Linked DNA regions of Mus musculus: all the other regions are linked to region 2. The links are chromatin contacts, called in public HiChIP or PLAC-seq and promoter capture Hi-C maps. All regions are on one chromosome and are shown on one strand. The core of a region is the stretch at or near the end of the contact, and the rest is flanking DNA. Distances in the headings are between cores, read along the strand shown.

Region 1 (3,428 bases), core at 48-2,547, 260 kb before region 2:
TTATTGGTCTTTGAGACAGGGCCTCTGAGTAGCCCAGGCTGGACATGAACTCCAGATCCCCCTGCTGAGATGATAAGTGTGTACCCCCACACCTGGTTTCTCTGGTGCTAGGAATGGAACCCCCAACTTCAAACAAGCACTCTACCAACTCCACTCCCGTCTATGCACTGTTTGCTCATTAGTTTTCTTTCCTTTCTTTTTGTGAAACAAGGTCTTAAACAGACCAGGCTACTCAAATTCACTGTGTGTAGCCAAGGTAACCTTGAACTTCTGATCCTACCTCTACCTGTTCAGTGCACAGATGACTCATAACATCATGCTGTGTCAAGAAGTGATTTTATATGCATATACATATACATATTGTGGTGTGTGTGTGTGTGTGTGTGTGTGTGTGTGTATTTACGTGTGTGCCACAGAGCCCATGTAGAGATCAGAGGACAACTTTTGGCAGTTCCCAAAAACTCAGTTTGCTGAGCCATCTCACCTGACCTCAAGCACTCTTTATAAAAGTTCAAGGACAACCTGGGTTACAGTGCAAGACTTTGACTCCAAAACTAATCAATAAATAAATACAATAAAATGAAATGCTAGAAATAAATTTAAAAGCCCTGTTAAAGCAATAACAGACCAGGTGGTACCCCACACTTTTAATCCTGGCACTTGGGAGGCAGGGGCAGGGAGATCTCTGTGAGTTCCAGACCAGCTGGCTCTACACAGTGAAACACGGTTTCCAAAACCAAGCCACCACTCGCACTACACGGGGGACGAAAATAAAAAATTTAAAACCACAAGTTAGGTGGACTTTGCTTTGGGAGTGAAGCGATGGTTGCGCGACAGGGACGGGGAGAGGCACGCAGGTGCACGTGTGTAGCAGCCGCGTCCGGGTGGCACCCGAAGCTTGCACCCGAAGCGTCCACCCGGGTTCCAAAGGAAGGACACGCAGCGGGCTGAGGAAGATCAGGTCTGCGAGGCACGCATGTTGGGTGCGTAAGCGGCCACCTTGGCCTCACAGGGGTTGTCACTCTCAGGGCAGCTCGGTGTGAAATTAGGGTTCGGCCTGGCCGTGGGGACCCCGAGGACGCGCGAAACACAGGGTGTGTGAGGGGATCTGTCACCTCTCCACGCTCGCGACACTGCTGTCACAACGAAACGGCCCCATGCCGCGCTTCCTCCCAGCCCGGGCCGCGAGAACCCCGCCACCCCGCGTCGCCCCTTGGCGCCTGCACTCCTTGGGTCGCGCTCACCTGCCCGGACGCGTCGCCGCTGCTGCCGCTACTGCCTCAGCCGCCTCAGCCGCTGCAGCCCCGCCTCGCGCGGGCCCTAAGCTCGAGGCCGGGAGGGGCCCAGGCCCTGCCGCCATTGGTCACGCCCTGTCCAATCAGCGCTGGAGACGGCAAGAATTGGTAAGCATGGCACAGACGGGCATCCTTTTTAACCAATCGCTAAAGGAAGGGGCGAGGCTACATGGAGGGGCGGCCCTGGTTCTTCTGAGCGTTCTACACCGGGTACAAGGCGGAGAGGCCTGGTGGGGGGCGTTCAAGAATTGGAACCCGCAGAAAATGGGCAGAGCTTCCGGCCAATTGCCAAGGGGTATAGGCGGAGCTAAGAGGAAAGGCGGCTCTTGGTTTCTGAGAATTCGGGGCACAAGGAGACAGAAGCGAGGATTGGATTCTGCAGAAAACAAGCAACGCTTTGGGCCAATAACTGAAGGGAGGGGGCGGGGCCTGGAAACAGCCCTCTTAGCCAATCGCTGAAGAGCAAGGTCAGCGCTCTGAGTAAGCTGGCGCGCTGGGCAAGGGCGAAGCTCGAGGATCGGAGGGTGTAGCCCGGAGGGCAACGATGATTGACTGCGACACTAAAGATGTACAGGTCCTGGGACCAATCGCAGAAGCTGTAGGCGGTGCATCTTCCAGGGGTGGGCGCGCTAGGTACAGACCATAACTATCTTGTCTGCCCTGGATGATCTAGTATGTTCCGCGCAGACTCCTCAGGTTCCCATGGCGCTCAGAAGCTTTACTCTTTCCTGAATTTAGACTTTGACAGTTGAAACACTCTTGGTTAATTCTCAGCCCGTCCCTCCTTTACTGTTCCCCTGCCGATGATACAAAGGGCAGAAACTCAGATCACTCAGCCTTCCTCTGCTACTTGAGTTCATGTGCAAAACATGGGAAGCAAAAGTGCAATCCTGCTGACGTGATCTGACTTTCAGAAAGTGACGTCTCTGGGTCCAAGCTTTATCCTTTACGAGATCTTATGACATCCCTGTGTTTGTGGTAACTGGTGAATTAACCAAACAATAAATACAACCACATGTCAAAGGGAACACAGAGAGGTCAAGCTCTTTGACCAAGGTTACAGAGCACTTTAGCTGTTCAATTTGTATATTGAAGCTCTGAACCCCCTCAGAAAGGGTAGTAAGACAGTGGGGAACGGAGTGACCTGAGTTACTCAGTCTGCTCAAGCCTTGGACAGAGCAATCCTTAGGTTCAATCTTGCCTCCCTGACCCCTTTGTGGAAACAGAAGGAGCCAGCAAGATGGCTCAATGGGTAAATGTTAATCCTACAGATTCAAGGAGAAAGACCACCGACCCAAATCATGGCCAAGAAAATTAAAGCAAGCAATTAATTAAAGCAAGCTTGTGTACATGGGATGTCTCTTCCTAAAAACCAGACATCAATCAACATTGAAAGTGGGGAAAATACATTTGTTTTATTTGTTTTTGTTTTGAGACAGTGTCTCACTATGGAGCCCGGGTTGTCCTGGAACTCACTATGTAGACTAGACGTGCCTCAAAAACACAGTGATCTAACTGCCTCTGCCTCCCAATTGCAGGGATTCAAAGGAGAATGCCACTAGTTGGGTTAGAAGATTAGGTCTTTACAACTCAGGGTAGGGGTTTTCCAAATGAGGATCTGGCAGGCAAATAGGGTTACAGACGCAGAACATAGGGTAACAAGTTGGTCATAACACCCACGGGAAACAGAGACATTGTTGCAAGGTGGCCATAACAGGATAACAACCTTTGAAACTAAGACATGGTTTTTTATTTCCTGGAACAGGTAGTAGAAAGAACCATTTGTAATTAAGGTTACAGTGGGATATAGCCCATGTCCTGAGAAACAGAGATGTAATCATAAACAGGAATGAGCATGGTTTGTTTTACTATAAGATACCTTCAAACCCAAGATGGAAGCAGCCTGGGCCTTCAGAAAGGCTCTGACCTGGCCACCAGCCACAATGGCCTGCATTTAATATCCTAACCCACATGGTGGAAAGAGAAAACAGAGTCCCAAAAGTTGTTTTTTTTTTTTTTTACCTCTCCACATCCATGCTATGGCATGTTCATGCCCAAGGCCCTGCTGCCTCTCTGTGGAGCTGGGGACTATGAGCAGGCCCTGCAGTTGCCCACAGCTGAGGGACATACATC
Region 2 (3,257 bases), core at 354-2,853:
GGGCCAATGCCTCCTCTAGGTGGTAGCAGGGTTTCCCTAATCAGCATCTTCCCTCCAGTCCTAATGCTCAACTCAGATCCACAGGCCACCAGATCTTTCCCTGCCCTCCGGCCTGCCTGAGGGCCAACTTTGTTCGTTATCATTAGGCCCAGTGCCCTTGGCTTCGGTTTATTCCCAAACCATTTACAGACTGAATTTCCTCCTTGATCTCACAAGGGTGGTGGCTGTCTCAGGGCAGGGGTTCCTGGCTCTGGGTTAATGTGAAAATGGAGGGTGTGAGTGCTCCCTAAGAGAGTTCCCTAAGACCGGTAGGTGCTCTTCCCCTGAGACTCCAGATCAATTCACAAAAATGTATTGCAACAGAAAGTTTTTGAGTTCAAGGTTGGCCTATGCTATACAAATCAGTCACTATCTTAAAAATAGGATGGGTAGAGGGCAGGCATATGACCCAGTAGTAGAGTCCTCACCTAGCATGCACCACAGGAATAGAGATGCATGCCTGTCATCTTGATCATTCGGGTTGAGGAAAGATAACCAGCAGTTTGATGTTATCCTCAGCTATATGGCATCTGTGAGACCAGCTATAAGATTCCTTGTCTTGAAAAACCAAAATAAAACAAATATTTAAAAATACTTGCCATCTTTATGCAAATTCCCAAGTTCAAGGAACCCACCTTCAGAGTTGACCAGGAAAAAGGGTGACCTCATTTAACTAAAAGGGGTGAACGTGGACCCAATATCTGAGGGCAAGACCTCCAATTCAAACGTTTAGAGTGAGGGGAGGGGTATTTAAACCCTATGAAGGGTGGAAGGAAGGGGGTCTTAAAGAAAGACCCTATACTCTTGAGTATCTTCTCTCACAGTGCTCAAACTCCACAAATACATCCCGACCTCTCACAGTCCCTGAGACTCCCTGGCCATCATGATGGATCTGCTGGGGCCCCCAAGGTTGCCTCAGTGTCCCCTCACGGCATGCCCAAGTCCCTTGTTCACCTATCAAGCCCCTAGACAATTTTCTGACAAATAGAACCTGTTGAGGTCTCCCAGTGGCCTCAGTGTCTCCCAGACATGTCCAGGCCCCTAGGTGACTGGCCTCAGTGTCTCCCCAGACATGTCCAGGCCCCTAGGTGACTGGCCTCAGTGTCTTCCTCAGACATGTCCAGGCTCCTAGGTGACTGGCCTCAGTGTTCCCCTCCAGACATGCCTAGGCCTCTTGTTCCCTGCCATCAGGACCTGTGGAGGTAACCAGGTGGTCTCAGTGCTCCCTTCACGAACGCCTCGGCTCCCTCCCGGGCCCCAGGGTCCTTGTGGAGCTTCCCACGTCACCTTCCCCGAACCCCTTCAGCCCCGGGCTCGCAGCTCCCAGGAAGCCGGGCCTCAGCCTGCCCTCAGGCCTACGCCATAGCTCAGGACCTTAACGACAGGGACTCGGAACGTCCACGCCCCCGGCGGCCCCGGGTCGGCCCCGCCCGAGCCAAGTGGTGCATGCCAACAGAGGCGTAGGACTCACCTGCTCGGGCGCTCGGGGCTCTGACTAGAGCCGCTGCTGCCACCGGACTCCGCCATCTTCCGCCGCGCGCCCGAGCGATGGGGCGGCGCGCTGATCGGGAGATCGGGGCCCGGGGCAGCGGGCGGAGCCGCTGAGAAGGAGGGAGGGACTCGAGTGGTGGGCGGAGCTTGGGATCAGGGGCGGGGCCTGAGGAGAGCAGGTCGGAGAAGAACATCGAGTAAGGCCAAAGAAAGTGAGGGGGAGGAGCCTGAAAGACCAGGGGCCAAAGAGGTAGGCGGGGATTGGGGCGGAGCCTTGAAGAGAAGTGGCGCTTAAAACCCTGGAGGCGTGCAATAAGAATTATAAGCATGGCCTAAGAGCGGACCTAAGGAAGATAGTACCTGAAGTGGGGGTAAGGGTTGAAGACGTCATGGCCCTCAGAAGGGAGGGGTCTGAGAAAGGTGATTCAAGCAGGACATGACCTAAAGAGGGGCGGGGCCTATGTAAAGGAGGGAAGAGACCTGTGGAAGAAAAGTTCTGTGGGAGAAAAGGTTGGCTCCAAGGTATGGTAGGGCCTGAGTTTGGAGAGGGGCGAGTCTTGGCTGTGGAGAGAGTGGCTGGAAGGCCTATGCGGGAAATGGAACCATGTTACTTCCCAACATAACCAGGAAGGGGAAGGCGGCCTGAGGGTCATTCTTGGTGTTAGATATATGCTGGACCAGAAGAAAAGTGGAGGAAGACTGGAGCCGCCCCTAGAGGAGGGAAGGAGCCCAGGATGATGATGGGAAGTGTCTAGCCCGAGAGGGGCGTGGTTAGCGGAGGGGTGAGGCAAAGGGTAGGTTGGGAGGGTCTTTTAATTAAGAGCAGAACTGCTGGGAACATATGCCTGGGATGGGAAGAGGGCCGAATCCACGTTCGGGAGGTGCCTGGGCGGGGCCAGGGCTGGGAGAAGGATCGGGACTTGGGCGGGGCTCATCATAATGAGGGGGCGGGTCTGGACTGCAAGAATGGGAGGGTTGGGGAAGAGCCTTGGTAGGAGATGTGGAACCTAAGTTGTGAAGGTCGTGCCATGAAGGGCGGGGCAAACAAGGTGTGGGCTAGGCGGCGCACAGATGTGGGCGTGGCTTATCTTTGGCAGAAGCGGGATGGCTCAGATGGCATGTTCTGATGAGTGAGGGAACAAAAGTCCCTGAGTGCACAGACCCTCTTCACTAGCATCCTGCCCCGAGCCATATCCCTTTCCCAGCCTGAACCCAACCCAACCCTCTGACTTCCAACCCTTTGCTTCAGCGTTTTCAGCATATAGTAAGCTCAGAACCTCCTACCTCAGGGCCCAATGCCACTCTCAAATCCCCATCCCTTCTGTATCTGCCCTCATACTCTAGCTCCCATTCCCGAAATCCCTGCCCACAGAGACACAAGCCAGCCTCCACACCCTCTACCTCAAGCACGCTATAGACTTGCAACCCTCAGCAATGGTTCAAAGGCCCATGTCTGTGCAAGGCTTTCCTTTTGTTAAGGTCTTCCTTTTGTTAAGACTGTGTCTCCTAGGCTGGCCTGCAACTGTGAACCCTCCTGTGTCATCACCCTTCTGAGTCCTGGAATGACAGGCATATATATCACCATGCCTGGCTGTCTTTCCTTTTTTATTATTTTCTGTCTTCTGTTCTTTCTTCCTCTCTCCCTTCCATCACTCCTCCTTGCTTAAGGCTCAGAGGATAAATGGCAGCAATGCTTGAGGGGCTTGGCTGCCTACAACCTCCCACAC
Region 3 (3,405 bases), core at 50-2,549, 400 kb before region 2:
GCCTACCGATTCCGGCCCAACCCGCTGGTGCGTGCCTCCCTGACTGCCTGTTAGTTTGAGAGAGATGACAAAACCCCTGCTGTAGCCCTCACAGGATGTCAGCTCTGCTGCCTGCAACGTTGTGGAGGGAGGACCTATAGTTTTCCACTAACACTCCTTTGATCTTTTTGGGCTTCCACAGAACAACCCCAGACGGCCCTACTACTGAATATTCTGGAAACACAAAGTCTACATTCAGATCGGCCATCCTTGGACTATGAAATGTTCTGGCATCCATCTCTATCCTGTGGTCACAAGTGTTGTGCTGTGTATTAAAGTCCCAATGCTCACCTGTCCAGCATTCCAGTTCCTGCTGTTGCCAGAAACCTCTTTTGTCCCTCCTCCAGTCCCACTGAGGCTCATTGAGTTCACAGTAACTGGAGACCAGCCAGTTGATTCAGACTTTACCCCAGGCAGAGGAAAAAGAGGCTTCCAAACACTTCATGATATGTGCATGGGCTGGTGTGGACTGGGCACAGCTGGAGTATGGGTAGGGCCTGTCTAGAGGCAGAGGCCTGGGCTGTCTCATGTATTGCTCACTGCATAGCTGCAAGAGCCCAGCTGGAGCCCGTGATGGTCAATCTTTGCAGCTTCATCCCATTTGTGCTGCCCTGGATCCTCCCCAGACCTCTCCAGCTAGTCAAAGTCCTCAAGAGAATAAGAATGATAAATCTGAGTACTCCAGTCTTGCTCCTCTGGTCTTCCATCTCCCCAATGTTTCCCTCTCCCAAGATCTGGTTGGGCATGACACAAAAGGTCCTAGAGTTGGCAGAGCTGAGTAGTGGGAGTGTGGCCAGGGGCTGGACTGCAGTGTGTACAAGTTGTGAGTGTAGGGCCTGGGGGCGGGGCCATGTAGAGCGTGGCTGCACTCTTGAGCTAATGCCTGTGAGTAGGGCTAGGAGAGGTGAATGGGTCTTAGGTAAGGGACTATTGTGGACTCGGTAAAGGGAAGTCTCTACAGTTCAGCCCCACAGGTGACTAGGGTATGGGGGCGGAGTTATAAGCTGGGTAGAGGTAAGGGGGCATGGCTGCAGATGTGGGACGGCTGAAAACTGGGAAAGGACGCTGTGCAATGGATAAAAGGACTGAGAAAGGGAGCTTATGGGCGGAGTCTCCTGATAGTAGGGCGGCACTCCCCACCCACCCCCTCCGCATACTGGCCAAGAACCTCAACACAGGAAAGGGTGGTGACCAGCTCCTGCGCGGGGCGACCTTTGCGCGCGGGGGGGGGGGGGGGGGCAGGCAGGTTCCTGGCAACTCAGAGCTCTGACGCGCTGCGGTCACGGAGCCAAGCGTCCTGGAGGCCTCGCCGGGGTCGGGGTGCCGCTGCCATGGACATCCCGCCCCTAGCCGGCAGGACTGTGGCAATGTCATTCTGCGCCCTGCCAGTGTCCTACCTACTCAATCAAGTTTCGGCGTTCTCACAGTGCGTTTTCGTCCATGAGGACCATGGGGCTGGAGGGAGGATGAGGGGTAGCAAAATCCCATAGGATGGGAGCTGGGCCGGGGGAACGCCATTGCAAGCAGAAATCCCTCTCCAGCCGCGCTGTCAGGAAGATGAAGTTGTAAGTTTCTGGGGAAAGGTGATGTGGAGCCATAGTGGGTTGTGGCATTTACGAGTATTCCAGGGATGTATGCTGTGCCAGTTCCAAAGTCACCCAGGGTCAAAGTATTTTCCTAGATAAAGCCCAACTCACCCAACTTCCCTGGTACGCATGCCCTGTACCATCGTCTCTGTCTCAGGCCTAGAGTTAACTCCCCCTACAAGCAATGAGCACCCTGTCCCTGACTTCTATCTTCAGATAGACCCCGGAGGTCCAGCAATCCCCTCACTCCAAAGCTCAGTTAACTCAAACAGTGGGATAGAGAGGGCCTTAGCCATAGGTCTGACTCCCTGGTACCTGTCTCCTGAGAGTCTGAGTGAGCCAAGTGCCCTTTGGGAGCCCAGGTCTCTTTATCTATCTGGGTTTCACTATCGTCATGGGTGAGGATCACAAGTTCTGTGCAGTGTCAAGATTAGTGTTGGCATTTTGGTTAAGTAAAACCAGGATGGAGTTTATGAAATGTGGGCCTGGGTAGTTTAGGAGAATTGAACAAAAACTGGCTGTGTGGCACCAGACAGGTGGATTCCCCTCTCTGGGTTTTGGTTTGTTTGTCCAGCTGTGTTAAGGGAAGCCCAGAGACCTGGCTTGTGTTATCTATGCAGCTAGCTGAACTGTCTTATCAGACTGTATAACTTCGGTGTAACTGAGCAAGAATAGGGAAGTGCAGTTGGAGACATTTGGACTTTAGTTGAGAGAAACTGGGAGCCTCAAGAAAATACTAGATTCCCTCCCATCAGAGTCCAACCACATGAAGGGTGAGGCTCAATGAGTGACCTGGCAAATCCAAAGGAATGAGTATTAGCTAATGATGAAACACAGAGATAGGGAAATCAGAGAGGGCTTCCAGTGGGAGCAATATGGATAAGCCTTGAAGTATGAGTAGGAGTTTGCCAAGTAGAAAACCTAACCAAGAAACCACTGATGGAGAAGTCAGGTCTCATTCTCCTTTGCTGACACTTTCTGAATAATTCCTCCAGGAGGTCTCACCCAAGCACTCGATTTTCCCCCAGGCCCCTGTTTGTGGTGCTGACGAGTGCTCTGATACTGGGTCTGCTCTTCCTGGCAGTCTATAGCCTATCTCATGGGGAGATCACCTACGACCCTCTCTATGCTGGTGAGTCATTGGGAGGTGCTGAGGAGCAGGGTTCTCTGGGCAAAGGCTAAAGACCAACCCAAGGACCTCTGTTAGTCTTTGAGTGGTTCCCATTAACTGTGGAACTCGGAGGGCCTGGAATACCATTAGACTGGAGAACCTCAAAGGGTGTCTTTCAGAGGTGGAACTCCAGAGAGAAGTAATTATGTCTTTCTCCCCTATGCCCTTCCCAGGACTCATGTAGCCTGAGCTGACCCTAACTCCTAATCTTCCTGCCTCTATCTGAGTTCTGAATGCTGGAATGACAATGGCACTTTGTCCAGCTCCAGACTTGGGACTTCCTTCATCACATATATAGAATGTAGAATGGATGCTATTATGTGTGGCCTGGTCACCTTTCCTTAGACCTGATGTTTCTTTTTCTCTTTCTTCCTTCCTTCCTTCCTTCCTTCCTTCCTTCCTTCCTTCCTTCCTTCCTTCCTTCCTTCCTTCCTTCCTTTCTTTCTTTCTTTCTTTCTTTCTTTCTTTCTTTCTTTCTTTCTTTCTTTCTTTTTTCTTCTTTCTTCAAGACAGGGTTTCCCTGTATAGCCCTGGCTGTCCTGTAACTCACTCTGTAGACCAGGCTGGTCTTGAACTCAGAAACTTGCCTGCCTCTGCCTCCCAAGTGCT
Region 4 (3,250 bases), core at 192-2,691, 430 kb before region 2:
TTTGAGATATTCTTCCTGTGTAGCCGAGGCTAGCCTCTTGCCTCTCCCTTGAACATGTACATCACAGGTATGTGCAACTATGCCTGTAATCTCAGTACTTGGGTGGCCAGGAAGGATGACAGCTGGGAATTGAGACCAATTCTTTGCTACATCGTGTAAGACCACGACAACCCCCCCCAACACAAAAACAAACAAAAAACCCAAACTTCACACAGTGTGGTCTTTGCTAAATCACTTTACTTAGCTAAGCCTATACGGTTTCACTCTTGAAATAAGGAAGTTTATTGGTTCAGTGAGGATTAGAAGCTCTAACTATGCACAGTGTGGGAAACAAGAATTTTGATCCCCTCCTGAAGGCAATTTACTAGACTGTCTGCAGGTCAGAACATTAAACATCTGAATAGTCAAGGAAACAAAGATAGGAAAATGGCAAAAAAGAGGCGGAGGTGTGGAAGAGACACAGTTGCCATGAGAAGAAACAAGTCTTACTGAGAAGCTGAATGACAGCTACCTCTTGAAATTCTGTGAAGCACCAAGACGTCACAAATCAAGTTGGAGGCGGAGTGGGGACTCTTTCAAAGATGGACCATTTCGTGGTGGGAGAAGAAGCCACCAACAGTGAGACTGACCTCCAGACCCCCGAGGTGCAAGTGACTCTAGAAGCTACTTTCTGCACTTCAGGTCCTCACAAGGCAACAACGTTCAACAAGAGGCTGAAGGCCTCACCTTCCCCAATATCCATGCCACAAGGATCTGGGACTCCAGACCTAGACACCTGACTGTCAGAAGTCCTGGACTTTCAGATTTCCTGCGACCTCGCTTTCACACGTCAGGGAGCTCGCATCTCTTCCTTAGGTAGGTGCTTCTAGGCTGACGCTCTGGGTCCTGTTCCCGCGGCCACCCGACTAGGAGGGTCCCCGATGCAAGCACCAAGTAGCTGAAGAGGGACAACTTTCCCGGTTCCCGGGTGAGAGGGCGTGGCGGAGCCGCGTCTGTCACCGCAGGTGAGGGCGAGGCCTTCGGAAGTCCCAAGCCCGACGAGGCGGAGAGGATCGAGTCCCCGGTACCCGCGGCCCGCCCGCCTGGCCCGCACACTCACCGCCTTCTCCAGGTGGCTGCGCGCCTGCTCGCTGTTCTTCGTGTGGTGGTAAAGCACCGAGCCGAGCTGCAGGTGCGTCCGGGCCTCGATCCGCTGAGGCGGCTTGAAGGGGAACACGGCCTGCAGGCAATGAACGCACAAGCGGATCTTGGGCGGGCTAGATGTTCGGAAGTGCTCGGCGAAACCCAGGAGAGCCAGATACCACGACTCGGCTGCCTCGGCCTGTGCGGCCTGTGCGGCGGCAGCCTGAGCTGCAGCCGCCGCCTGCGCCGCAGCCGCCGCCTGTGCCGCCATCTTGGCCCGCACAACAACAAGCCGCCTCCACAGAGAGGCGGAAGCACCTTGAGGGGCGGGGCCTGGCGACCCGCAATTCTCGCGAGAACTGCTACGCAAGGACTTCTGGGTCTTATGGTGTGTGTTCGAAGTGGCTCCGACTGAGGAAGACTCTGAGGAGAGGATGATACCTCTGCATCATCGTAACTGAGAGTAATACACGTTCGTGAACTGACGCCGGCGTTTCTGTGGAGAAGACGCCCGGTGTCCTAGAAGGGGGTTGGACGAGATTGTCGGAGAAGGACTACATTTACCATCAGACCAAGCGCACTATAACAGAGCCTCCCTCTTCTCAGGTGGCGCCGGAGCATTGTGGGATTGGATGAGTCTCAAGATGGACAACCGGGATGTTGCAGGTAACATCCCCCGACTTCCCTTCGCCGCCCGCCTGGGTTCTCGCGACTGCACGTCTCCTGTTCACCCTACTTTCTGTCACGGACCTGACACGCGGACTTCTCGCCTCAGCCCCAGGGAAACTTACAGTAACGTTGCGTGTGCCCTTCTCTGGTCTGCCGAGACCCCAGACTCGGGTTCGCCCCCCAACCCCCGCCCGTGGCTGAGGAGCGCTCCTGGTCTCCCTCAAAGGCCTGGGCGCCGGGTGGGAACCGCATGGGCTTTCCCAATAAACTGCTCTCGGGCCGGTGGCATCCACAGCGGACAGCCTGGGACATCCCTCCTGCCCCTCCGGTCCCCTTTGGCTTGGGTCCTGCCTTGTGGGAAATGTGCGTTTCCGAACTGCACTGGGTCAGCCAGGGCGGTTTCCCACGGTTACGGGTTTAGCTCTCCCTGTGCCCCTAGGATGAAATGCATTTGCCCATTCACCATATGCTTCCACACTTGCTGGGTGCCAAACGCTGTGCTAAGCTTGCGTGTCAGTGCACCTGGAAGCAAATTTTGCAAAGAACTAGTTCTCGTGACGTGAGGTTGGATGCTGCTAATATATTGAAGGTCAGGGAAGGCTTAACAGTTTTTAAAAATCCATTTGTCTTTATGTCTTTGTGTGTGAGTACCTGGAGCTGGAGTTATAGTAGGCCACCTGGATGTTTGCTTGGATTCTCTGGAAGAGTGACAAGCACTCTTAACCTCTGAGCCATCTCTCTGGCTCCATGAAAAGTCTTTCTTGAGTACAAGATGTTCCATATGAGTAGATGCTGTCTATAGGAAGGCAGAGGTTTCACCACAGAGGCTGGATAGGCCTCAGAGTGGACTAGGATTGTCTCCTTGGAGATTGTTATGAATGAAATGGAAATAATTAGGGGTGTCAACTCTGGTAGTGTCTAGGGAGTCAGTTTTGCTTTCAACATTTAGAATTTAAGGGCTGACGAGATGGTGGTAGTTAAAATGCTTGTTGCCCAAGAGTGAGGACCTGGCTCCCCATCTTCAGTACTCATGTAAAAAAGCCAGATGTACTGTTGTGTGCCTGAAAGCACAGGACTTCGGACTGGACACAGGTGGATTCCTGGGGTGTATTGGCAGCCACGCACTGAAACGGGCTTTAAGGTTTTGTGAGCTGCTCTGTACCAAAAAATTAGGCAGAGCGACAATAGGAATGCTTTTAATCCCAACTCCTGAGGGGTAGGTGGACATCTGAATTCAAGGTCAACCAGGGCTGTGCAAACTGAGACCCTGTCTTTTTTTTTTAAGTTGGTGAGTGATGGCCTATGTTTTTAGTCCTAGAACTTGGGACATTGGAAAGTGCAGGTTGGTCTCAGTGAGTTTGAGGCCAGCCTGGTCTACAGAGTGAGTGCCAGGTGTTGGAAGGTAAAGGTGGGTCTCTGAGTTTGAGGCCAGCTTGGTCTACAAAGTGAGTTCCAGGGC
Region 5 (3,464 bases), core at 575-3,074, 300 kb before region 2:
CTGCCAGCTCAGGGTGCTCTCAGGTTCACAGCCCTCCTGACCTAGCTGGATTCCATGTAAGCCCCACCACCCTACCCTGTGGGTCTAACTCTAGCATTTTCTATTCCATGAGCCCAAATCTCCCCATTGTTGTTTGAGCCTTTTGGAATTTATGTTTGAATCATTAGGAAGATCAGGCTAGCTCCAAACTATCAAAAATGGCTTTCTGTGTCTGGCTAGTACAGGAGTTAGAGATGTGAACCACTAAGGCCAGTCAGCACCCTCTTTTTAAACATTAACTACTATCATGTCGATGGAAGCAAGTGTATAATGCATGAGTGGAGTGGAGGTCAGAGGTCAACTCGCAGGCATGATTCTCCCTTCTACCATGTGGGTGCTAGGGTTGGAACTCAGGCCCTCATTGTGGTAAAAAAACTCCTTTGCCCAAAGAAACATCTCATCAACCTAACAAGTGTTCCTTCCTGGTTTTTACTTTATTTTATTTCTAGACAGGGTTTATCTGTTAGCTCTGGCTGTCCTGGAACTCACTTTGTAGATCAGGCTGGCCTCGAACTCAGAAATCCACCTGCCTCTGCCTCCCGAGTGCTGGGATTAAAAGCATGCGCCACCACGTTCGGCCCTGGTTTTTATTTTTTTTTCCTGTTTTTTGTTTTGTTTTTGAGACAGTCTTAAAATATGAAGCACTAGTGGCTTCAGTCTGGCTACACAGCCTAGGCTGTCATTAGTCTTAAAACATGCTCCTGTCTTAGCTCTCTAAGAGAGAGGACAGCTATGCGATCCACTATGCCGGGCTGTCTAGTGAGGAGGGTGTGGCTCAGAGAGTGACGTGCACACACACAGACATCCAGGCTACTGTCTGAACTGGGGTGATGGTGTAGTGAGCTGGGGAGGTCGCTCATACAACACAGGTCTTACGTTTGCATGGTGAGCTCCATCCGTGGTGAGTGAGAACACTGACCGGGCATGGTGAGACACATCTGTTACTTGAGCATTTTACAGCAGGATCAGAACCTCAAGGTCATCCTTGTCTACATAGAGAAGTTCAGACCCTACTAAAACCAAACAGGGTTAGCAAGCCTGTTCAGCCGGTTGAGGCTTTTTCTGTGAAGTCTGAGTTTGATCCCCTGGGGTCCACATGATAGCGAGAGAATTGACTCTAGCAAGGTATCCAATGTCCTCCCACACACAAAGTAAGAACTCCTCCCCCCCCCCCCCCCACGTCCAAGTAAAAACAAAACTAGAAAGCTAGAAAGTTGGTTAGTTGACTAGGAGCAAGTATTGCTTTTGTAGGGAACCCAAGTTCAGTCTAAGCCCTCTTCTCAACCAATAAACAACCACATGTATCTTTAGGGTCAAAGGATCTGGCCTTCTCCTCTGGACTCCAAGGACTGCAGCTACGTGCAAAATACAAAAAACCCCACAAGATACAGATACATACTAGAAAATAAAACCAACCGGGTAGTGGTGGCACAGGCTTTCTTTAATCCCCAGTACTTTGAGGCCAGCGTGGTCTACAGAGTGAATTTCAGGACAGACCAGCAGAAGTTACATAGGTACTCTGTCACACGCACACGCACACACACACACACGGCACACACACGACACACACCACACACACGGCAAGGGCAAAAAGAGAAAGAAAAGAAAAAAGAAGGAAAAGCCAGCAGACGAAACGACCTCATGCTCCAGCTAAAACTACAGTTCCCAGCATGCATTGCGCACACCCATCCCATTCTTAGCCCGATGACTGACTTCCCAGGATGCTCGTCAACAGCATTCTGTCTCTAATTGGCCAAGATACCTCAGCGCTTCCCCGCCTCCAGCCTCGTACCGCTGTGCGCCCAGGGAGCGGACATGGTGAGCAGGCCCTCTGGGATCCCCGGGGTGGAGAACGGCCTAACTGAGCTGAGAGGGTTCCCCAAACCGCGCGGGCTATTTGGAAGTGTCGTGTAGTCAGTGGTGCTGGACGCGTTGGGAGGTGAAGCTAGGGCTCTGGACTGGAGTGAGGGAGCTGGGATTGCAGCTATCTTTGCTTTCTGACAGGGTCCCATGTAGCCCAAGTTGTACTAGAACTTATTCGTAGCCTATGGGGACCTCGGACTTCTGATTCTCCTGGCTCTGGAGTGCTGAGATGTCAAACTTGTGCCACTATTCACGGCTTTCTGTTTGTCTTTTAAAATCTTTTTTTATTTTTCATTATTTTATTTATTTAAGTATGAATGTTTTGTATGTATGTCTGTCTACCGTGTGTGTGTGTGTGTGTGTGTGTGTGTGTGTGTGTGTGTGTGTGTGTGTGTGTGTGTGTGTGTGTGTGCTGTTCTTAGAGGCCAGAGAAGACATGTAGGATTCCCTGAGAGTGGAGTTAGAAAGGGCTGTGAGCTGCCAAATGGATGCTGGGAATTGAACCTGTGACCTCTGGAAGAGCAATCAGTACTCTTAAGCCCTGAGCTATCTCTCTAGCGTCCCAGTCCTTTTATTTTTTTCTATTTACCCATTAAAAATTATTTACAAAGGGTCTTACTTGTTGGTGTTGATGGGCAGTGATGGCAAATGCCTTTAATCTTAGCACTTGGGAGGCAGAGGCAGGTGAATCTCTGTGAGTTCGAAGCCCGCCTGGTCTACAGAGTGAGTTCTAGGACAGCCAGGGCTACACAGAGAAACCCTGTCTCAAAAAAATCCAAGCAAAATTGTACACCAGTACACCTGGCTGACAGATTTTTATATTGATCTGTATTTCATGTTAATTGGGTATGAAAGCAGAATGCAGGCAGGCAGCTCTAGTGGCACACAGTGTATATAATTAGATAATTACAGAAATGAGTGCTGTGTCGGCGGGAGCCTGACTTAGCTTCCTTCTGAAAGATTTGTGGAGCTGTGCTCTGAACTCTTCCTGGGATGGAGAGCTGGCGTCTATCATTTGGTAGAGTGCTTACCTAGCATGGACGGGGCTCCACCCCTGCACTGCACAAACTGGGTGTGGGTACACGCTATCACCCTAGCACTCAGGAAGTGGGGACAGGAGGACCAGCAGTTCAGGGTCACCTTCAGCTGTGTTCTGAGATCCAGACCAGCCTGGGCTATAGGAAATCAACCTATCTCTGGCCTTCCCTTCTTTCCTTGGTTTCTTTCTTCTTTCTTTCTGTCTTGTGTTTGTTTGTTTGTTTGTTTGTTTTGTTTTGTTTTATTTTGTTTGTTTTTTTTTTCAGATATTGTTTCTTTGTGTAGCCCTGGCTGTCCTAGAACTCATTCTATAGACTAGGCTGGCCTCGAACTTGGCCATCTGTTTGCACCTGTTTCCCAAATGTGAGGATTAAACCCAAGATTACACACCCTGCCTGGCAAGAAACATCCTTTAGACAAATAGTTGGGTGTGCTGACTCTGGCCTTTAATCCCAACATTGGTGAACCAGAGGCAGGTAGATTTCTGTAGGTCGGAGGCCAGCCTGATCTACCCACATAGGCAC
Region 6 (3,176 bases), core at 399-2,898, 380 kb after region 2:
GCTGCCCCACGCTGCCATTGTGGCTGTGGCTACTCATGGCCACCTGCCTCCGTGGGCTGGGCGTGCAGCAGGCCCTTTGGGGCCCAGCATGGTTCCGCAGCAGAGCTTCTGAATGGACCTGTGGAGACAGCAAAGGTTGAACATCACCTTGGCCATTCCAGAACATTCCAAGGCTCAGGAGAGTCCAGGATCATCTGGAAAGTCAGTGTCTACCGACCCCTGCTCAAAGTCTGCTTCAGTTCCCCAGCGCCTAACCTCCCAGACACCAGCATGCCCTGCAATCATCCTGGCCCATGAGCACCCCCTGCCCCTCAAGCTACCAACAGCAGGTGACAAGGTGGCCTGGGTGCCTGCAAGACACACAGGTGAAGAGGCAATATGGGGCTGTGACTCAGCTGTCTGACACATATGCCAAGCCTAGGTGCTGCCATGTTGTTCCCTGAGACAGCCTCTTCCTGGGCAGGCTGGCTGGCACAGGACAGATGCAGAGCAGGCAGGGCTCAGTGACCAGTCCTGGGCTGGCTGTGTTTTGAGCCTCCAGTTAAAAGGACTGTCTGTTGCCCCAGGCACAAGGGGGATACCTCTTCTGGTTTTAAAAAGAAGAGCAAAGCTGAGGGAGGTTGGGTGGCCCCTGGATCCTCTGCCAGCACCGAGTCAGACACAGACTAAGGGACACAGCCTGGCGGTGGCTGAGGGCAGGACCTTGACAGGGAACCAGGCTGGCTCTGCCCGAGTGGCTGTGAGCTGAGGACAGAGCTGCTTTCTGTCATGGAGCCTGGGGTACCAGCTCAGTCCGTTTTCTCTTGTCTTCTGTAATTTTATTTATTTACTTTAGAGACAGGCTCTCAATCTATAGTGCAGGTTGGCACTGTGGCAAACCCCAGGTGCTGGGATGGCAGGTGTAAGTCGCCATGCTAGGACTGGTGATACATACCTATCAAGAGGTGCTAAACAGCAAGGCTAGCCTGGCCTTTGAGGCCAACTAGGGCTACCTGAGAACCTGTCTCAAAATAAAATAAAATCGGATCAATAGGTGTCCCTTGCTGTGAGTCTCAAGGAGGCACCCACCTCCCACAACTCTTGTAGGAACCACAGTGATAACGGCTCATGACAGAAACTCCCAAGACACTAGACCTGTGTCAGGTGGCCTCCCCAGCAGCTGGTGGGGAAATGGAGTTGAGGAAGGGTGCCAGAGCTCTTCTCACCAGGCTCACTGACTCCTCAGGGTGCCCGGCTCTGCTTGCCCTTTGCACACCGGCTACCAGGGAGCTTACAAGGCCAGTCTGGCAGCCCAGGTGCTGTCACTGAGCACCTTGACCTCAGTTTAGGGTGGCCGAAGAGTGCTCATGTCACTGGCCGTATCACATCCATCCTTGTGCATGGACTTTATGGACTCAGCGTCTCCCACTCGCAATCTTCCCTCACCGGGGGACACGCGCACCCTCTCTTCTGTGTCCCTGACCCCTGACCGCGTGGCAACACCATCCCCAGCGTCGTCCCTAGTCGCATAGCCCAGGGACCCGCTATTACTGCCCCCCCAGCCCCCTCACCCCCGCTTCCTCTCGCCAATACCTGCGGGCGGGGACCTGGACCCTCGTGCCAGCGCGTCCCCGCCGAGACCGGCCAGGGAGGGGGAGCAGCGCCGCCCCGTATGAGCGGCGCCTTGGATTGGCTGAGTGCACCAGGCCCCACCCCCATGACCCCGCAGGCTCCGCCCATGCTTAAAGCTCCCTCCTGGGCACTGGGCAAGAATAAGAACCCCGGTGATGGGCATCTGTGCACAGGCAGCTGGCTATTGCAGGTGATCCTGCACACCTGGACCTCATCTCTGGGGACAGACAAGCCCGCTCACCTCAGGGACCCCGATCTTAAACCCTATTAGCCTTGCGGGCAGAAAGAGCTCCAGGCAGCTGCAATCATCAGGGCTGGGGAGACCCCCGAACCTGCTCTGCCCCCATCATTCAAGCCAAACTTACAGAGCTCACTCATGAAAGTTTTTGTTTTGAATCAAGGTCTCACATAACCTAGTCTGGCGTCAAACTCACTGTGAAGTACAGGCTGCGCTAGAACTTACCAGGGAGTCCAGGTTAGCCTTGAGTGGCCTTGAAGTTCTGTTCCTTCTCCCTTCACCTCCTGAGCGCTGGGACAGTTTTGGGCCCCCCTTTCCAGCTCATGCAACATTTTTTGTGGTCTTGGGTTTTGTTTGTTTGTTTTGATAGCTCTGTAGCCAAAGCTGATCTTGAATTTACTCACTGAAATCCTCCTCTCAGCCTACTTCCTAAGGTGCTGGAGTTTCAGGTGTCTTCTAAGACATCCCAGAGACCAAGGAGTCTAGTCTCCGCCCCTTCAGTCACGTGATTACTGACAAGCTGGGGAGCTGAGGTTTGCCTGCAGCCGAGCGATGAGTGTGTGTATCCCCTCCCTAATCCCCTCCCCACCCCCACCCCAGCCACCCAGCTCCTGCTTCTTCCTGGCCCAATGTCTTTGCAGTTTAGAGGGCCTCAGGAAGGACTGAGGGGCAGATGTGTGGCCAGCAAGTGGCCTGGGAGCAGTGACAGCACTGAGCCCCAGCAGAGCCACCAACAGAGTGACAGTCCAGGTGTTGGGGACCACATCTGCACTATCCACATAGGTGGAGCCAGATGGAACCAGCCTGGGGTGATAGATGTAAGCAGGTTCCAGGAGACACCACAGAGGGACAGGCCAAGAGCACCAGGTTCTGCCTCCAGCCCCTAAACCTTCTGCATGTGGCCACCTCAGCCTGTGGCTGTGGGCCTTCCCTGCCTACCCCCTACCCAGGAATTGTTTTGCTTTTTGTTTTAGAAAGGGTTTCATATCTGTGAGGCTCAGACTTACTATAGAGCTGAGGATGGCCTGGAACTGGCCATCTTGCCTCTACCTCTCAGGTCCTACCTGACAGGATAGGCCTGGGCCACCAAGCCCCATTTGTTCCGTGCTAACAACAGAAGCCAGGGCGTCATAAACACTGGCAAAGCACTCAGTCTCCTGAGACACACCTCAGCCTCTCACAGCCCCCAGGGATTGGGGGCATGCCCCCGTTTGTCATCAAAATTGGGGTGCTCACTGTCCATCTAGCTCTCCTCCAGGCGCCTGTCTCAACATGCACCCCCATGGTGCCTGTGACCACAATCAAGGAGTTCACAGGCTCAGCAGTC
Region 7 (3,018 bases), core at 379-2,878, 500 kb before region 2:
GAAAGCAGCTACGTTCCCCAGTTCTAATGCAGAAAACGTACAGCAATCACATCTCTGCCCCTTCACTAAGCAGTGAGGGAACAACAGGACTTGTAGAAGCTACAACTTCTCATCTGGAAATTAGGTATTATACATCAGAAGGATCATTTTTGGTACCTGCTATACCTGCAAAGGAAACTTGGCCCATGCACACTGAGAGCCAGGTATAAGCTAAGGACTGGAGGGTATTCACAGTGCTGTGGTGTAATGTTGCTTTAAAGAAAAGTTGTAACCACCGTAACCACCGAATGGTAGGATGAGAAGAACAAGAGGGAGACTCAGGCTCAGTATACAGATTACATCCACAACAGGTATCTATCGCTTTGTGAATGGACACACACATTAACAGGGACGTGGGAGTGCTGCATACTCCAAGAAGATAAAAAGAAGTTAATGCTGTCAAGAAAATGTAAGGCTCAGGAGACTCACCAGGACTTTGTCCTAAAGAATCCAAAGCCACAAGATAAGAGTGAACTACCTGAAGTGAGTCAGGTAGGTAGAACTTGCAGCCTCTGCTAAAACTGCAGGGGCGGGAAGGAAAAACAAAACATTCTGCCATACAGGTCTTAATGAGGGGTCCCCATTCATTTCAGGGTTCCGGAGAGCGCAGTCCGGCTGCGGCTGAGGCCTGCCCAGAAGCCTTTCCTTGTTGAAGTGATCAATTCCGATTCTTGGCATTAATCCCTTTAAAAGGCCAGCTGCTGCTGTCTAGTCACTGATGCCAACCCGTTCCAGGTGGAAGAAAAAAGAAATTATTGGAGCCACATCGTACACCCGGAGGCAAATTTAAAGTGGAGGGCCATGAGGAAAACAGGAACCAAGAGAGGGGGAAGGGTCCCATGGCTCCCCAGGGTCAAGCAGGAAGGGCGCGAGCCCAAGCAGGACGGTGGGGGGGGGGGGGGACCGGCCCTGCAGGCGTGGGCGCGCAGGGACTCTTATTCTGACACGGGATCCTCCGCCGCCTCCGCCGCCGCCGTCGCCGCCGAATTTAACGCCGCCGCCGGGCTCGGACCCCCGACCCTCCCGTGGACTCTCACCCCACGCCACTCGTCCACGTGCTGTGTGCCCGCCGCCCCCCTTGGGGCGGCCTCCCAGCCTGAAAAGCTCAGGAGGGAGTGAGGCGACTCGGCCACTTCCCGGCTCCGGGGACCAGGGACCCCAGCCCCACGTGCGAGGGCGGTGGGGAACTTTCCAGCGGCGCAGGCGAAGCGAACCGCAGCGCAGCAAACCGAATACGACCGCGCTCCCACTTTCCCGCGCCCCCGCCCCGCCTTGCCAAGTTTGCTAGGAACTTACCCGGCCGCGCGCCGACCGGGCCCAGGGGCAGCGCGCGTGTCCACAGGGCTGGGGGCGGGGGGCGCCGGCCGCGCGTGCTCGCTGCGCCTGAGGGGCCGCCCGGGCCCGCGGCGCTCGCTCCGCCGCTCCGCCCGCCCGCGCCGCCGGCCAGATAATGCGCCCCTCGGCCGCACACATGGAGCCCGGCGCCGGCGTCACCGCCCGGGACATGCGCACCAGGTCAGCGCGCCCGGCCCGCGGCCCCCAAAACACCGGGGAGCTCTTAAAGGCGACGCCACCCGCCCGCACCCGGATGGGCGGGGTCGGGAAGGGAGGGGCTCCCTGTGGGCGTGGTCTTATGTGGGCGTGGTTCCCTGGAGGCGAGGCTGGGCGGGCCTACCCGGAAGCACCGCCCTCCCAGCCCCAAAGACTGGCGACGCTGCGCTAAGCGACTGGGTTTCCCACTTGGGCTGCTAAGCGCCCCTCAGCCATGGCCAGCTTAGTGCACAGAGCTCGGCCGCGCCCAGGGCTGACTCACGCTGACCTCGCCCGAGCCCTGCACGGCCACCTCTTGTAACTCTGAGACGCGCCCGGGGCCTCGCAAAGCTTCCTCTCAGGAACTTCGGTGTTGACCTCCAGTGAGAAGGTGCGATCGGCTGAGCGGTCACCCCTCTCCCCCGGACCGCAGACAGTTCAACCTACCCACCAAGCCAATCCACCTGCAGAGAACGAGGTGGACGGCTGTCTCCTTCCAGTAATCCACATCTAGCCTGTGCCTCTGGAGAAGAAGGAATCCCCAAGAAAACAAACCTGCGCCCAACCCTCTCTGGTAACACCAAGGAGACAATAATAGCCAGAAAGGAAGCAAGTTTGGGGAGATTATGAAGCATCTGAAGCCAATTTACAATTTCAACAGGGAAAAGTACAAAGTTCATAGAAAACCTATTCCAGGACAGCGACATGGCTCAGTGGTTTAAAGAGGCTTGCCACCAAACATAATGACCTGAGTTCCATCCGCACAAGTTGTCCTCAGACACAAACACACGCTCATAAATAAAATATGTTAATTTAAAAAACACATCTGGAGTCATGGCTCAGCAATTAAAGGTACTGGCTGCTCTTGCAGAAGACCCAAGCACCCACATGGTGGCTTACAACCTACCATAACTCCGGTTCTAGGGTATTTATGCCTTCTGTCCTCATCATACAGAAACACGTCATAAAGAAATCTTATGAAGACAAAGCCCAGGGCTAAAGAGTTAGCTCAGTGGTTAAGGGCACTTCTTGTTGTGGAAGACCTGGGTTCTATTCCCAGCACCCACATGGAGGCTCTCCTCCTCAGGCAACAAGTACACATGTGGTACACAGATGCACATGCAGGCAAAACACTCATGACACATCAGTTTCTTTTAATATATATATATATAAGGGTTGGAGAGATGGCTCAGTGGTTAAGAGCACCAACTGCTCTTCTGGAGGTCCTGAGTTCAAATCCCAGCAATCACATGGTGGCTCACAACTATCTGTAATGAGATGCCCTCTTCTGGTATGTCTAAAGACAGCTACAGTGTACTCACATATAATAAATAAATCTTTAAAAAAAGAAAAAGAAAGAAAAGGAAATGAAATAAAGAAAATGAAGCCTCAAGGTAGGTGGATGAGTTCGTGGCCAGTCTGTACTATGGCTAAGACTACAGAGAAACT

The links. Promoter capture Hi-C pulls out the DNA fragments that hold promoters and counts their contacts. HiChIP or PLAC-seq counts read pairs in DNA pulled down with a chosen protein or histone mark. Capture Hi-C pulls out chosen DNA fragments and counts their contacts.
Region 1: an H3K4me3 HiChIP or PLAC-seq map of embryonic stem cells shows a contact between it and region 2, with 15 read pairs. The contact joins the promoter of Slc25a42 here to the promoter of Klhl26 in region 2. A contact is called at or near these places in 8 of 39 promoter capture datasets (the C10 cell line, the HPC-7 cell line, cranial neural crest and 5 more), 4 of 484 Hi-C or Micro-C datasets (Th1 cells and embryonic stem cells), 2 of 115 datasets of contacts at active chromatin or transcription factors (both in embryonic stem cells) and 3 of 9 other capture datasets (adipose tissue, liver and pancreatic islet).
Region 3: a contact with region 2 is called in a promoter capture Hi-C map of liver. The contact joins the promoter of Tm6sf2 here to the promoter of Klhl26 in region 2. A contact is called at or near these places in 8 of 39 promoter capture datasets (the C10 cell line, cranial neural crest, embryonic stem cells and 4 more).
Region 4: a promoter capture Hi-C map of adipose tissue shows a contact between it and region 2. The contact joins the promoter of Mau2 here to the promoter of Klhl26 in region 2. A contact is called at or near these places in 6 of 39 promoter capture datasets (the C10 cell line, cranial neural crest, embryonic stem cells and 2 more), 2 of 484 Hi-C or Micro-C datasets (B cells and CD4 T cells) and 1 of 9 other capture datasets (adipose tissue).
Region 5: a contact with region 2 is called in a promoter capture Hi-C map of pancreatic islet. The contact joins the promoter of Tmem161a here to the promoter of Klhl26 in region 2. A contact is called at or near these places in 2 of 39 promoter capture datasets (cranial neural crest and liver), 1 of 484 Hi-C or Micro-C datasets (embryonic stem cells) and 3 of 9 other capture datasets (adipose tissue, liver and pancreatic islet).
Region 6: a promoter capture Hi-C map of neural stem cells shows a contact between it and region 2. The contact joins the promoter of Kcnn1 here to the promoter of Klhl26 in region 2. A contact is called at or near these places in 2 of 39 promoter capture datasets (embryonic stem cells and neural stem cells).
Region 7: a promoter capture Hi-C map of adipose tissue shows a contact between it and region 2. The contact joins the promoter of Gatad2a here to the promoter of Klhl26 in region 2. A contact is called at or near these places in 5 of 39 promoter capture datasets (cranial neural crest, frontonasal cranial neural crest, liver and 2 more), 1 of 484 Hi-C or Micro-C datasets (embryonic stem cells), 1 of 115 datasets of contacts at active chromatin or transcription factors (astrocytes) and 1 of 9 other capture datasets (adipose tissue).

The regions. Positions count from the first base shown.
Region 1 is chr8:70,210,984-70,214,411 of GRCm38.p6, forward strand. Slc25a42 (solute carrier family 25, member 42) reads right to left here and starts at 1,298. Exons shown (of 8, transcript NM_001007570.2): 1 at 1,245-1,298.
Region 2 is chr8:70,475,340-70,478,596 of GRCm38.p6, forward strand. It overlaps Klhl26 (kelch-like 26), which reads right to left and starts at 1,604. Exons shown (of 3, transcript NM_178771.3): 1 at 1,511-1,604. The coding sequence starts at 1,566.
Region 3 is chr8:70,071,625-70,075,029 of GRCm38.p6, forward strand. It overlaps Tm6sf2 (transmembrane 6 superfamily member 2), which reads left to right and starts at 1,300. Exons shown (of 10, transcript NM_001293795.1): 1 at 1,300-1,465; 2 at 2,654-2,757. The coding sequence starts at 1,371. Sugp1 (SURP and G patch domain containing 1) reads left to right here. Exons shown (of 14, transcript NM_027481.3): 13 at 1-27; 14 at 182-723. The coding sequence ends at 208.
Region 4 is chr8:70,041,293-70,044,542 of GRCm38.p6, forward strand. Mau2 (MAU2 sister chromatid cohesion factor) reads right to left here and starts at 1,442. Exons shown (of 19, transcript NM_001376946.1): 1 at 1,100-1,442. The coding sequence starts at 1,393. Sugp1 (SURP and G patch domain containing 1) reads left to right here and starts at 1,495. Exons shown (of 14, transcript NM_027481.3): 1 at 1,495-1,788. The coding sequence starts at 1,755.
Region 5 is chr8:70,170,584-70,174,047 of GRCm38.p6, forward strand. Tmem161a (transmembrane protein 161A) reads left to right here and starts at 1,825. Exons shown (of 12, transcript NM_145597.4): 1 at 1,825-1,857. The coding sequence starts at 1,855.
Region 6 is chr8:70,855,360-70,858,535 of GRCm38.p6, forward strand. Kcnn1 (potassium intermediate/small conductance calcium-activated channel, subfamily N, member 1) reads right to left here and starts at 1,649. Exons shown (of 10, transcript NM_032397.3): 1 at 1,573-1,649; 2 at 1-118. The coding sequence starts at 37.
Region 7 is chr8:69,972,755-69,975,772 of GRCm38.p6, forward strand. It overlaps Gatad2a (GATA zinc finger domain containing 2A), which reads right to left and starts at 1,629. Exons shown (of 13, transcript NM_001113346.1): 1 at 1,336-1,629.